2 separate regions of the Drosophila melanogaster genome follow, and region 1 is linked to region 2. The links are chromatin contacts, called in public Hi-C maps. All regions are on one chromosome and are shown on one strand. The core of a region is the stretch at or near the end of the contact, and the rest is flanking DNA. Distances in the headings are between cores, read along the strand shown. Region 1 holds the start of Mkp3 (Mitogen-activated protein kinase phosphatase 3). Region 2 holds the start of CG3764.

Region 1 (6,359 bases), core at 2,313-4,812, 2.1 Mb after region 2:
CTTCCACTAAAATGTCAAAATCATTAACGGATTGCGGAATTGATTTTGAATTTAGCCAACTAAATATGGGCGATGATATAGTCATTATTTCCAGATCATTTCACGAAATCGTTTAAACAATTATGAAAATAGTAGTCGCTCTTGCCCAAATTGAGAATTTGAGTTTGTTTATCGAGCATGTTTCGGGAAACGCAATAAAAATCGGTTGCTCGGCTATGTTTCCATTCAAAATTCTTGCCTGAGGTCGCAGAATTCATTTACCATTTCGGGATCATTAAGGAAAACGACTGAACAAAGCGGACACTTCAGCAGGCCGGAAAAACAATGAAATCCCTGAAAAGGTGACACTGGATTTTCACGCTGTTATCTTTCCACCTTCGCCTACTATTCATTCCAAAACTTCGTTTTGTTCATCTGGCGAATGTCAAGAGGTTCCAACTTTCTTGGGTGTTTCCCTGGTATTGCCGGTCGTAAAATGTTTCGGCCCGATTCTCCTAATTACCTGTGCACAGGTAGTTTTCACAGGATGCTTCGTTGCAGCGATCTCTTTCCCACCATAGAGTGCCATCTCTTTCCACGGCTTGACGTCATAGTTGAGATGGCACCTTATGTTATGCTAATTCCACGGCCTTTCAAGTTCTATTTATCTTTCGAAATGAAATCGGTACAAAAAGAAAAGTATCTTAGAGATGGGTGGTGGGGTGAGAGAGTTGGGAGGCTGAAAAGCCGGTCCATTTGTTGACGCTCTATTGTCAATTTGCGATATTAGCAGGCAGACACAAAAAAAAAAAAGAAACAGAAAACATTTGAATGGCAGAGGAGAACGTGCGTAAAGCTTGTTCGGCAAAAAAGTGTGTATATGTACATACATATGTACATACATCCAAACAATCACGGGGTTCTGTGGGACTTGTAAGCGAGCGGAAATTGAAGTGATAAAAATAAAAACGAAGCCATAGTCAGTCGTCAGATAATTATGTATATATTTCGACTATGTGCACAGGCATATAGGGCAGCACATACATAAATAAGCATATGTATAGCATATATAGTATATATGACAATTTATGTGGCTTTGAGTCATGGGAGTCGAGCCTCGGAGTCGCTGAAAAGCAATTGTGACATTTTTCTGAATGACACAAATCTATACGGGAGCACAAAGAAAATGTGTAGCCAACAATAGTGGAAAGACCTCAAAAGCATCGACAGCAGTGATGTTTATTTATGACTTCCTTAATCTCCGAACGTGTTTGTAAAATACCAAACGATTTTGAAAACACATTTATATTTAAATCGCTCCTTAATTGATATGGGCCAATCAAGGAGGGGCATAGTGTTTCAGAATAAAGTGCATAATTGGAAGGGCATGCGGGGTGGTATAACTACATATACATATATATCCGCCGATATGGTTGGATTGATATTTTGCGCAAGTTTTAATATAGCTTACATGCAATTGTGATAAGGAAACAAAAGACACAGCATATATAAACTAACAAATTCCTGCCATTATAATTTTCTATCAAAGTCAAACAAAATCGTGTCAACCAAAAACAAGTTCAGAAAGGTGAAATCTATGCAGTGTATGTCTATAATCAGAATGCGAGAGGAGGAGGACAGGATCAGTCAGACTAAATATAATTCTAATCTGGCGCTAGCTTTATCAGCTGTGCGGATTACATTATATTTTGCTAGTTTTTTTTTTTGCATTTGTCATTTTGTCTCCGCCCCCAGAATGCTTGCCTTGTTTCGCCAAAACGAAAAAAAAAAAAAACAATAACAAATCCATGCAAATGTTTATTTATGGCCAGGCAGTGCTTGCTTGTATTATTAATATTCTTTCGGCTGTTTTGTTTTGTTTTGGTTTCTTCCTTGGGGGTTTCGGGCTAAAAATGCCGCAAACAACATTGGGGAAGTATAAATAAGTTATGATATTCTTAGGCCTAGGATAGGAATGTGCGGCATTGATTTATGGGCGGTGTTGGGAAGTATCAGGCATTTAAAGAATCCGATAGCACAGCTATGATCAACAAATGGAGAGTTCCGTTCTCGATACAGGTGCGTAGTAAACTAACAAAAAATTCCATTCGTAATATTGATTCATTGCATTCCAAGAATATCACAATGTAAATCTTAATATTACTACTTTAGTTATTACATTCTAATCAAACGAGATTAAGGGGGGAAATTTTGGATGAAATTTTTCGGTTTTCTACTATGTTTATAATGATTTACTTAGTCATTTCTATTACTGAAGCTTTAATATTTCAAATATGTACATATTCTATGAAATCAACATGGATAGTATTCATATTTATAAGATTAATTACGTGAGTTTAAATGTGGGAATTGAGAGGTATATATAAACCTTAGTTGGTTTTAGTAACTCCCGCACTTGTATTATGATATTGTAGTTCTATTTTTTGGGGCACCCAAAGTATTGAACTTATGACTCACCTTGTAAAGCAACTACGCGGCAGCCGTCCTGCTTGAGGCGACGGTGCAGGATGCTGATGATGGAGTCCATGGCGACGGCCAGGGATCCGGCTCCGGCGATCTCCTGATTCTGGCCGGGCACGCCTTCGCCGTTGTAGAGGATGAACCAGCATAGCTTGTAGCCCGACTGGATGCGTTGCTTCAGCTCGGGCGACTTGATCGTGGAGGCCAGATCGATTTTGCCAACCGCCAGACGACGGAGGACGATGCTGGGTATGCATAGGTTGACGGCTCCGCGGATGTGCGACTCACTGTACTCGTGCGAGCCGCGGCAGTCCAACAGGATCAGGTCCTTGGAGTCCAGGGATCGCAACTGGGACTGCAGCCACTCCTTGCTGCAGGTCTCGTGCTCCGTTTCTGGCATTTTGAAGAGCTCCCAAAAAATCACTCAAAGACTGGAAGAATTCGAAGCACTGCCACTATTTTTCCCGTTTAGCTCTGTTCTCTGCTTCACTCGTTTTTTATGTTATTCTTTTTTCTTTTGGTTACAACAAAGTTTACATCATCTTTCTTCTTCTGCTTCGCGCTGGTTCTCTTCTTCTTTCTTGGCCGTGCAATGGTATTTGTTGCTGTTACACACACACACACTCCCGCGCAGATGAAAATCTTGGAAATCAAAAAGGAATTTTTGTTTTTATCTCGTTTGGGGAAATCTGTAACTTGCACTGTTTTGTTTTTTTTGTTTCTTGGCTTTCCGATTTCCTCGCTTGCCGATTTATGTTTCTTTGCACACCGAAATTCGTTGCTTTTTGCTTTTTGTTGTATGTACACACGCACACAAGAGCGCGCCAAATCACAACCGTGTGTATGTTTCGCGTGTGTGTGAGTGGTTTTGTATTTTTTAGGTGTGCTTCGCTAAAACAACAACAACAGTTCGGAATCGAATGAAAAAACGTGCGGTGAACCTGTCATCGAGTAACTAAAACATCCAAAAACCGTTGAATATTTCCCAAACAAATAGGTAATTACTTCTATCAAATATCCATATTTTGAGTTGATGTTTTTTTCGAATGGAAAGCGAGCACACACAAGCAGCGCGGGTAAAAGATAATCGGGCAATAACAAAATAAGCGCGTCGTGGGTTGCTTAAATAGCCTCGTTGCTCTCCAAAAATACGAACACAGTTGCACTTGCTCTCCGACTCTCCAATTCTCTCCGTCGGAATTCGAAGAGCGAAACCCAATAACAATATTGTATTTGTTAGGCGCAGTATTAAGAAATAACTTATAAAATATTGAATCTTTTTGCCTTCTCGTTTAAAAAAATACATTTGGGAATTACTATTTCGAAACAAACAGTCCGTTACACGCAATGAAAGGAAGAACGCACCCGCGCACACAGGTACGCGAACCGGAGAGAAGAGCAACTCTCCAAAAGGTGAGCAAGAGCCAGTGCACAGGCACAGACCCACTTGGAAATTTGCTCGGTTAAAAAAGGAGAAAAAATGGGGAAAAAAGTAAATACAAAGAGAGTTCCTGAATAAAATTTAGATAAAGTAAAGACTTTGTTTTAATTCTATAAATTACATAAAATTTTTTAAATATATTAAATAATCATATTTTCCCGTATGTTAAATAATTATTTCATAACTGGGTTCGTATTTCAAATTTCCCACCTGCCTTTCTCTCCCGCACTCTTTTGGCACTTTGACTATTTCTCCACGCTGCATACGCTCCCAAAGTTTTGTGTAAAGTTCATTGATATTTTTGTGCTGTGGTATGCGTGTGGCAAGTAAAATGCGTGTGTTCGTGTTGATTCATTGAATTCGCCATCCAAACTAGCTCTCTCTCACTCTCCCACTACTCCCACCACCACCCACCTTACCCTTCGCGATGGAACCTACTTTATTGTTACTCTCTTTTTGCGAGAGCGCGGTTAACATTTCACTTCACTAGAGTGCAAAAGTTAATGGACCACTAATTTAGACAGATAAGAAATTACGGAGCCCAGAAGAATCGGAATCATCAATGGAGTCGCTGTCTACTCTCTAACGAAAGCTCCTGCGCAAATGCTCCTCCAAGAGCCAGTTATATTGGAGACTCGATGAAATGTTTAATTTTATAACCATGACCCTGATATTTACACCCAAAAAGAAGAGACTCACACAAGGATATACGTGTGTACCCATACAGAAATCGCATGGAAGGACAATTTCAAGGATATGCGGCGCGTGCAAAAATTTCTCCACAAACAACAAACTTCCTGCTGCGCCTGCGTTGCACTAGCTTTACATAAAACGCACACCCATACACACCATATACCGTTAGGTAAGGCCCATCACAACGTGCTACTATATACAGATGTACGAACGAACGACTTTCGAGCACAATTTTCATGAATGAAAGTCCCACGCAGCAGCGAAAACCGTTGGAGCAATAAAGAAAGCCAAGCAGACAGAGAGGGAGACAGTCGGCGAGGGAAAGAAACGGCCATACGAAATCCATGCTCAGCCCACGCATTTCTCGCTGCTCACTTTCGTCTTGGCACGCGGCTCCTGAGATTCCAAGGGCGTTATTCCCCAGGACTTTACTCTGCTTTCGGCCCTGGCGCGTGGGAGGCCAGCCGGAATGTTGCAAGGGAGTGCACAGGGAAAAATTGAGCGGCTCTTTAATAAATTACATTTTCTTTCAGCAGTCTCAATACAAAGAAAACATGCGTACTTCAAAAGGATTTCTTTAATAATAAAAACACACACAAAAAATATATATATATATTTATATATAATACTAAGAAATATTTGTTATAATATGAAATCATTTAAGCATTTATTTATTTACGCTTCAGTAAACACAAAAGTGTAAACACACATATTACCATTAATTTTTGTATTCATCGAAAGTTGTACATAATTACTGTCAGTGTATCACTCAAGTATGAAGAAATTAGAAGTAAGCACCTGGATAGCTGTTTCAAAAGGCTGCTCAATTGCGCCTTCCAAGTGTCTTTGGTGGGCTGACCTTGGCGATACATATATGTATTTCTGACAGTGTAGAAGCCAAGGTCGGTCGTCCTCCGGGCTCCATTCTTCGATGACACAAGTTCAAAGTCTGCTCGCAGCCAAAATGGAATACCCAACCCACTTGTATAGCTCAATGAATCACTTTGGGGCATTATCTGTGTTTTAGCAGGAAACTGATGTCGAAAGTGAAGAATTCAATTAAATTTCTGCACCTCACGATTGTCAATCTAAATTGCGCAAGCTACGGCCTTTACCTTGATTATCAGACCCCACGTATAATCAATATGAAGATGATGACGCTTTCCCGAGTGTTTTTATATGGTGCGTGTATAGATCAGTCATAGCCATATCGGCTTGAATGAGTGAAAAGTTCTGAGAAATGGGGGAAATATGGATCATCGTGATTCGCAATGTGCGATACTACTTATATGAGCTTTGCAGGGTTTTATTCATTATCTGGTGTTATTTTTCCACTCATTGTTATCAAGAAAGACCATTAACTGCGTATACTTTCTAACAGATATTTCCCAGCAAGTTATTAGTTATCGCTGTGCTGAAACCTTTTCATAGTTACAAAACTCATATGAGTATAGGATAATTATTGCTACGAGATGAATATTGCCTTCTAATAATTTGGACGTTTATTAACTAGCTGAAGCAATATAATTATTTCTTAAATGCAGTTAGTTAGCTCAACGGCATTCTCCCACACTAGTTTTGCATTCTGCTTTACTGACCTAAAACAACTGGAATGGGATTAAGAATTGGCGCGTCCGCTTATCTGCCATTCATGTTTCCGTTTCGCCCGTTCTGAAATGTGTGTACTCACACTCGCATTCACACTCGCAATTGGGTTCTCGAATCCAGCCCACATCCATATATCCATGTCCAGCCCCCAGAGTTC
Region 2 (7,088 bases), core at 693-3,192:
AATTTAAATCGCAAAAAATAGTAGAAAACTACAACATTTTACATTAACATTGTTTAGTTAAAAACAACAAAACCGACTCAATATAAATATGTATTTACTTTAATAAATCTGAATTTTTACCAGTTTTTAAAATGTAAGAAAAGAAGAATAATCCTTCTTAACTGCAAGCACCTGAAATAGGAATTTCTTTCAAAAACAGATCAGGTAGCTTTAAGAAGAACCCACTGTGGCTATAACAACAGAGGAACCAAGATAATGCGCCTCCTTTGTTACGTTTTCGAGGCAGCTGCAAACGCATCTTTGTAATCCCCTCAGATTTTGCTTTCACTGCCATTTCACTGTGGATTTGCGTCCTTTCATGTTGGCCAGACTGGCAGATTCTATCGAATAAGGCGGCAAGCGGCGTACGTGACGATGATTAGTGCATGCCGAATTTGTGTGCTGGGTTATCGTCCTCGTTTTACTCTTTGCCAATTTGCGTACGAAGCACGGGTGTAGGAGGAAGAGGAAGTGCAGGTGGTGCAAGAGAGAGGAACATGAGTGCCGGTGGAGGGGGCGGGGCGTATATGTATGTACATACATACATATGTATAGTGTGAAACGCATCATGAGAACGCCTTTTCGCACGTCTCTCTTTGTGTGAATGTATGTGCTTCCGAGTGATTTTGCAGCTGCACCTATTTTCCCCCTTTGTTGTGCGCGCATTTTATCGATACACTAATACCGGGTGTTAGGCAGTTTTGTTGTTAAAAAGATAAACACTTACCTTAGATAATTTCGCGAAGTTTGTTTTGTAGCTTTTGCGGACGACGAACTATTGCCAGCAGAGGCCGTGGCAGCGACGCCGGCAGAGGCGTGAGCTGTACGTGCCGGCAATGTTGTTGTAGTAGCTGATGTTGCTGTTCCTGTAGTTGCTGTTGTTGTTTGGCTATTAATTAGCGCTGCTGCTGCTGCGGACGCTGCGGTCAGCGTGGGCGCTGCCGCTAAATTCGCTGGTGTTGTTGGTGTTGCCGACGGAAAGAAGAGTTTATTCAATAGGGCCATAATAAGACACGATGTCCGCAATCTGTTAATAAACACATCTGGCCAATCGAAATCTCAGAATCGAAGATCGAATATTGAATTTATTTCTGATTTTGTGTGGAAATGGAAATAAAACACAGACACGCACGCACACAAACAAGGGCGCACTTTTCGCTTTCCTTGGAATGAGTGGTTGTTGCTGTTGTTGTTGGCGAAAGAGACGTCTACCGTTACACGCGCGCCTGCCAGAGCGAGATGGCGGATGCTGCACAATCAAAACCAAAACTTTCGCTTTGCACTTTTCTTTCTTGCACTGCTTCTGATCTATCTGATCTCTTCCTGTACACAAACACACACATACGCACTTGCAGTGGAATTTATTTGATTGAGCAAAAATAATATATGGCTATTTTTGTGTTATTTTCGCGAATCGGCTGCGGAAGCGACACAGGTTCTTTACCGTTCCACATCGAAATGAGAACCGAATATCGCTGGCGTCCGCTTTAAAAAGTTTGCAAGAGACGCGTCGCAGTCGTTAAATGTGTGTGAGTGAAAGAGAGGGAGAGCGGCAGCAGCGTTTAAAGAGCACCATCTGTGTTTGTTTGTTTGAGTGTGTGTAAATGGTTTTCTGTCGTTGCTACCAATGCGAGCTTCTTTTGGCCAATACACACTTTTTTGTTGTCATTTATCATTGACTTCCCACTTCCTGCCCACCTATTTCACCGTCTTTCTCTCGGTTCTCAGATCAAAGTCAAGTCACTTATTTTAATTGAACACTTTGCGGCTTTGTTTGCTCTCGCTCGAGGTGTTACACTCCGCTTTTTGGCCTGGCCCAAAGGTTAGTCTTTGGTCTTAACGCTTCGCGCTGACTGTTTGGCCTTTATTTACAATCACAAACACAAACAACACAAGAGCATTTTGCAACGCGAAGTTAGCTGCAGCTGCGCGCCAGTGTGTGCACGCCAAGTGGCAGAAGTATGAAGGCAGTTTTAGGGGATACTTTAAGTGTTGCCCCACCATTTGTCGTGCATTTAACGGAAATTCGAAAATTCTTGTTCTTGTGGTTCGTCAAAAGAAAAAAATGTTATTTCTGAAAACATATTTTAAAAAAACCTATCAGATGATGTTTACAATTCATATATTGTAGTGTCTACAGTTGTACTTTCTACAATTTTGAAAACCTTGCACCTCGAATTTAAACAAAATTTAATTTAAAAAAATTCTGGACGAATTTTTATTTAATTTTAAATTGTTGAACTTTATTTTTGTTGGCTTACATAAACATACTTCAAAATTTTTTAGGCCCACATGCGAAGGAATTGTGGGAAAATGGTTTCGACATGAATAGAATTCACCCTTTTTATAAATTCATACGATCTGGTTAGCGTGTGCTGTCCATCCTCATTCTCATCCTCTATATCCTCCATATCTCATTATTAGCTGTGTTTTACTTAACTTTAACTGGAACCGAGCGAAATTAGAAAAACATTCAAATCTTAAACATTAGCGCTAAATATTCGTTCGCCTAGGAATTCCGTTATTGAAAGGTTTTAAGAGATTTTGATCAAATAGAACATACATATACATATTAACCATATATAAATGTGGCGACTTTGAGTCGCCCTGGAGAAGCTTACGATAGTTACTTTCTCATCTTTTGTTTCTGTGTTTTCTTATGTTTTTAGGATCGTTAAACTGGTTGCTTGCATGCGTGCGTGTTTATGAATATAGTGTGTTTTCGTGTGAAAGTGTGTGAATAAGTCATGATTTTTCTGTATCCCTGTGCGAGAGCTACTGCATCCTCCTAGTCCTTGCAGGTGGACGTGTCCATTGGACTGGCTGGCTGGATAAAGGCCGTGGCCGCCGAGCTGGGCGGATTGGTTGGCGTAAACGCCGACAGTGAGGAGTTGCTGCTGCTGTTAACAAGATTGCCGCTGGACGAGTTGTTCAGGCTGATGTTCATCAAATTGGACGACGACGACGAAGCGCTGGAGTGGCTAGTGAGCTGGGCCAGCAGACCTCCACCTCCACCGCCGGCCAAGAAGGTGGCACTGCCGCCAGCCGAATTTGACGAGCCAAGGCTTAGGCGTTCGCCTCCCAGATTCGAGAGAAAGCCGCCAGCGGCATTCCCAGCTGATACGGACGCGGACGATGAGGAGCTGCCGGTTCCCAAAATGCCCAGCAGTGGGTTGGTTGAGGTCAGCACGTTCGGTGCGGAAGTGTTCAGGCCCAGCATGGGCGTTGGCAGTGCTGGCTTTATGAAGCGTTCGCTGGCACGACGATTCTGAAACGAAGAATTTTTAATTTTACAAATCTGGAAAGCAACATTTCACAATATCGTACTCACCACTAGCTGGCCGCAGGCATAGCAGCGGTTTTGCACCGCCGTGCCCGGACTTAGAGGTCGGCTACTCGAGGGACTGTGGGAGACGGGACTGCTGATGGTGCGTTGACGTTGGGCGCTCACCGCTGAAGCTGCGGCGGCGGCTGCTGCCGTCGCTACAGCGAACGAACCGCCTCCCATCAGGTTCTCGTTGTAGAAGCGTTCCTCGTCCATCTCCAGCGAGGATTCCGATTCGGAGAGGTGCCGGCATAGGGCTTCGCGGCGCTCCACCTCCTGCTTTAGCTTGCGCTGAAGGCGAGCGTTTTCCTCGCGAATCGACTTCTCTTCCTGCGCATACTGCTGTGTTTTGATAGTGGCTTCCTTCTGAGCGCTCGCCAGGTCGGAGCGATAGCGAAGCACTTCGGAGCGCAGAATCTGGATATGAGCACTCAAACTGGTGGCCGTATCGCCACCATTGGCATGGGCGTTGTTTGTGATGTCTCGCGGCGTAGTCGGATCGGAAACCGGCTGATCCAGCTTGATTTGCAGCGAACGCTTCTCGGTCTCCAGCTTGTCCATGCGCTTCCACAGCTTGTTTACAAGAGCTTCCTGTTCCTGCTCAAGCGTGTTCTCCAACTCGACCATTTCGCGGCGCAGCTGCTCGAGATTGGTCTGCTTGTTGTCCGTCTCCGCCTGGAGCTTCTCAATCTTGCGCATAAGCTTGTTGACGAGGCACTCCTGCTCCTGCTCAAGTGTCTGCTCCAGCTTGCACTTCTCCTGACGCAGCTGGTCGAGCTTCCGGGAGAGATCGTTGGTCAGACACTCCTCCTCGCGCTCGTAGTGGTGCGCCAGAGTCTCCTTCTCCTTTTTGAGGGCCTGAATCTTTTTTAGCAGCGTGTTTGAGATGTATTCTTCCTCCTGCTCGGCTTTGGCTTGCTGTGAAAGTAAACAAAGGTAAATTGAGGCAACTTTTGTGAAACTCAATTTCAATTTGATATAACATAAAAGTAGTACTAACAATGATGACTGAGGCTTGCTTGAGGCAGCGATTCTCCTCTTGCACCACTTTGCACTTGGTCTTGAAGGTATCCAGTTCGGCTTTCAGCACCCTAGAAGCGTAGAGTCATATTATTTGTGGTAAAAATGCATTTTAAAAATAGTGTCTGACTTACTTGTTCTGCTGGGTGAGCGATTCGATCCTCTTCTGGAGTTGCTCCCGGGAAACTGGGCTTGGTGGCAGCATGGTGCCACCGTCCAGCGAACTTTCGGATTCACAGGGACTTTCCATGCCTGCAAAACTAAAGGTAAATGGCCCAGTGCCATTACGTTTTTTGAGCATATACATATATGTATGACGAGAAATAATGTATGCCAGTCGCTTTTTAAGCACATATATATTATACATATGTGCATGAGTACATATATATGTGGCGACTGGCTGTTCTTTATTCTTGAATTCGTCTGCGCCCCGTGAGGAACAAAGAATAAAGAAATCGGTCGGTGGTGGTGTTTGGTTTTGGCCCTGATCCGATGCAAAAGTTTAACCTTCAGCTGTGATTTTCTGTGCATCTGGCTTGATGCAATTTTTCGGAAATCGATAGAAGGGCAAGGTCGGCGAAGGAAGGGTTTGCACAGGCTGGCAGGCCATCGCCATCGCCACCACCACCACCCACAGCCCACCACTGCCAGTGACTTCCAACTCACATGTGGGATTACGCCTCCCCCTTTCAACCGGCTGAAAATGTCCGATTTTCCAGATTCTATCTTTGGTTACCTGGCTTTTGTGCGCTGTTTCGCCTTAAAAGACTTTTGCCTTCCGCCGCACTGCTCCTCCCCCCTCTTGAACACTCCTTCGCCGACTCTGTTTCACCAGGGCTCTGGTTGCCGTTCTTGCGTTTCACCTGCGCAGGTGAAAGGATGCAGCTGCGAACGGAGTAGAGTTGAACCTTAGGCGTCTGCTTAGGGCCTGCAGATCTGAGTGCGGTACATTTTGCCCGATCCGATCGAATAAAATTAAAGTCAAATTGCGAAAAATCCACAGTGCAGAAGTGTGACCGTATATGTGGCGAAATACCGAAAAAGCGCTCACAGCGAAACGCCGCGAGGTAGTGATGACACTTGAGGAAATACCAGTAGAGGTGGAAAACAATACAATTATGCTATTCAAAAATTGTATTACAATTTTATCAAAATATATCAGAAAATAGACAGATACGTTAATTTTGTAAGTTTCTTTCTTGTCGTTGTAAGGTGGAAGTCGAAATGTGTATTATTTGACATTTTACTTAAAAACGGTCATTACTAAATAAATTATTTCTTAATTTGTGTTTTAAACGTTTCTGATTTGTATACCATTTTTCATGAGTTTGACGATTGCGATTTTGGTTACGCTTATACGTGTTACAAACAAAGTGCTTATGATTCCTAGTAGCGTATAACATATGCTGAAATAAATAATACGTTCAAAACCATTACTTTACTCAATAGATTTCGTAGGCCGCAACAAACAAAATATAGTCAGTCTATCGTACTATTTATTTACGATATGTATTCAGGGCTGGATGAAACCAATTGATTTGGGGCTGTTTCATAATCTGGCAACACTGGCTCCACGTGCAGCGCGCAAACAGCGGATAATTTAATAATTTAATATATTTAAAGGCTGTAACAATGGCCGACGATGCCGGCCAGGACAAGCGAAAGCAGCACCGCGCCCGCCAGTCCGGCGTGAAGGCGGACAAGAAAAAGCTGAAGGCCAAGAAGGACTCCAACCAGAAGGAGCCCGAGTTGACCGCCAGGCAGAGGAATCCCAAGGCGTTCGCCATCAACTCGGCGCAGCGAGCAGAGAGGAACTTCCGGCGCAAGGAGGACCTTACGGCCAAGAAGCAGCATATTCCGGTTGTCGATCAAACTCCGAACGTACCGCCACCCGTACTGATTGCCGTGGTGGGACCACCCAAAGTGGGAAAGACAACGCTGATCAAGGACCTAATTAAAAGCTTTACGCGGACGAATGTCACCGATATAAAGGGTCCCATTACTATTGTGACCTCCAAGAAGCGCCGGATTACCCTGCTGGAGTGCAACAACGATGTGAACTCCATGATCGATGTGGCCAAATGCGCCGATCTGGTGCTGCTGCTCTGCGACGCAAGCTACGGCTTCGAAATGGAGATCTTTGAGTTCCTGAACATCTGCCAGGTGCACGGCATGCCCAAGATAATGGGCGTACTTACCCACCTGGACATGATCAAGAACCCCAAGCAGCTGAGGAAACGAAAGAAGGAACTGAAGCACCGCTTTTGGACGGAAGTCTACGATGGCGCCAAGCTATTCTACCTTTCTGGACTTCTTCACGGCGAGTACCTCCGGAACGAAGTCAAAAACCTGGGACGATTTATCTCTGTGATGAAGTTTCGCCCGCTGCAGTGGCGAGGTGCACATAGTTATCTGCTGGTAGACCGCATCGAGGATGTGACAAACACAGATCGCGTGCGCCGAGATCCTAAGTGCGATCGCGAGGTAGTACTCTATGGCTATGTCCGAGGAGTTCCTCTCAAGCAAGAACACATGGTGCACATAGCTGGCCTGGGGGATGCCCGCATCGACGAGTTAAACGTCATTCCCGATCCTTGCCCCCTGCCTGGGACGGAAAAGAAGCGAAGTTTGCTGGAGAAAGAGCGATTACTGTATGCACCCATGTCCGGAGTCGGTGGCATTGTTTACGACAAGGATGCTGTCT

Evidence for each region. A called contact is a pair of places that touch in the nucleus more often than the background predicts.
Region 1: a Hi-C map of the S2 cell line shows a contact between it and region 2, with 7 times the contacts expected there. A contact is called at or near these places in 2 of 107 Hi-C or Micro-C datasets (both in the S2 cell line).

What each region holds. Positions count from the first base shown.
Region 1 is chr3L:19,082,864-19,089,222 of dm6, forward strand. Mkp3 (Mitogen-activated protein kinase phosphatase 3) reads right to left here and starts at 3,563. Exons shown (of 5, transcript NM_001275103.1): 1 at 2,458-3,563. The coding sequence starts at 2,860.
Region 2 is chr3L:17,010,623-17,017,710 of dm6, forward strand. It overlaps CG3764, which reads right to left and starts at 1,943. Exons shown (of 7, transcript NM_001275048.1): 1 at 767-1,943. The coding sequence starts at 1,044. CG6664 reads right to left here and starts at 5,558. Exons shown (of 5, transcript NM_168710.3): 1 at 5,121-5,558; 2 at 4,519-4,636; 3 at 4,365-4,455; 4 at 3,371-4,282; 5 at 2,264-3,307. The coding sequence starts at 4,634. The coding sequence ends at 2,828. It overlaps CG7728, which reads left to right and starts at 5,914. Exons shown (of 2, transcript NM_140688.3): 1 at 5,914-7,088. The coding sequence starts at 6,017.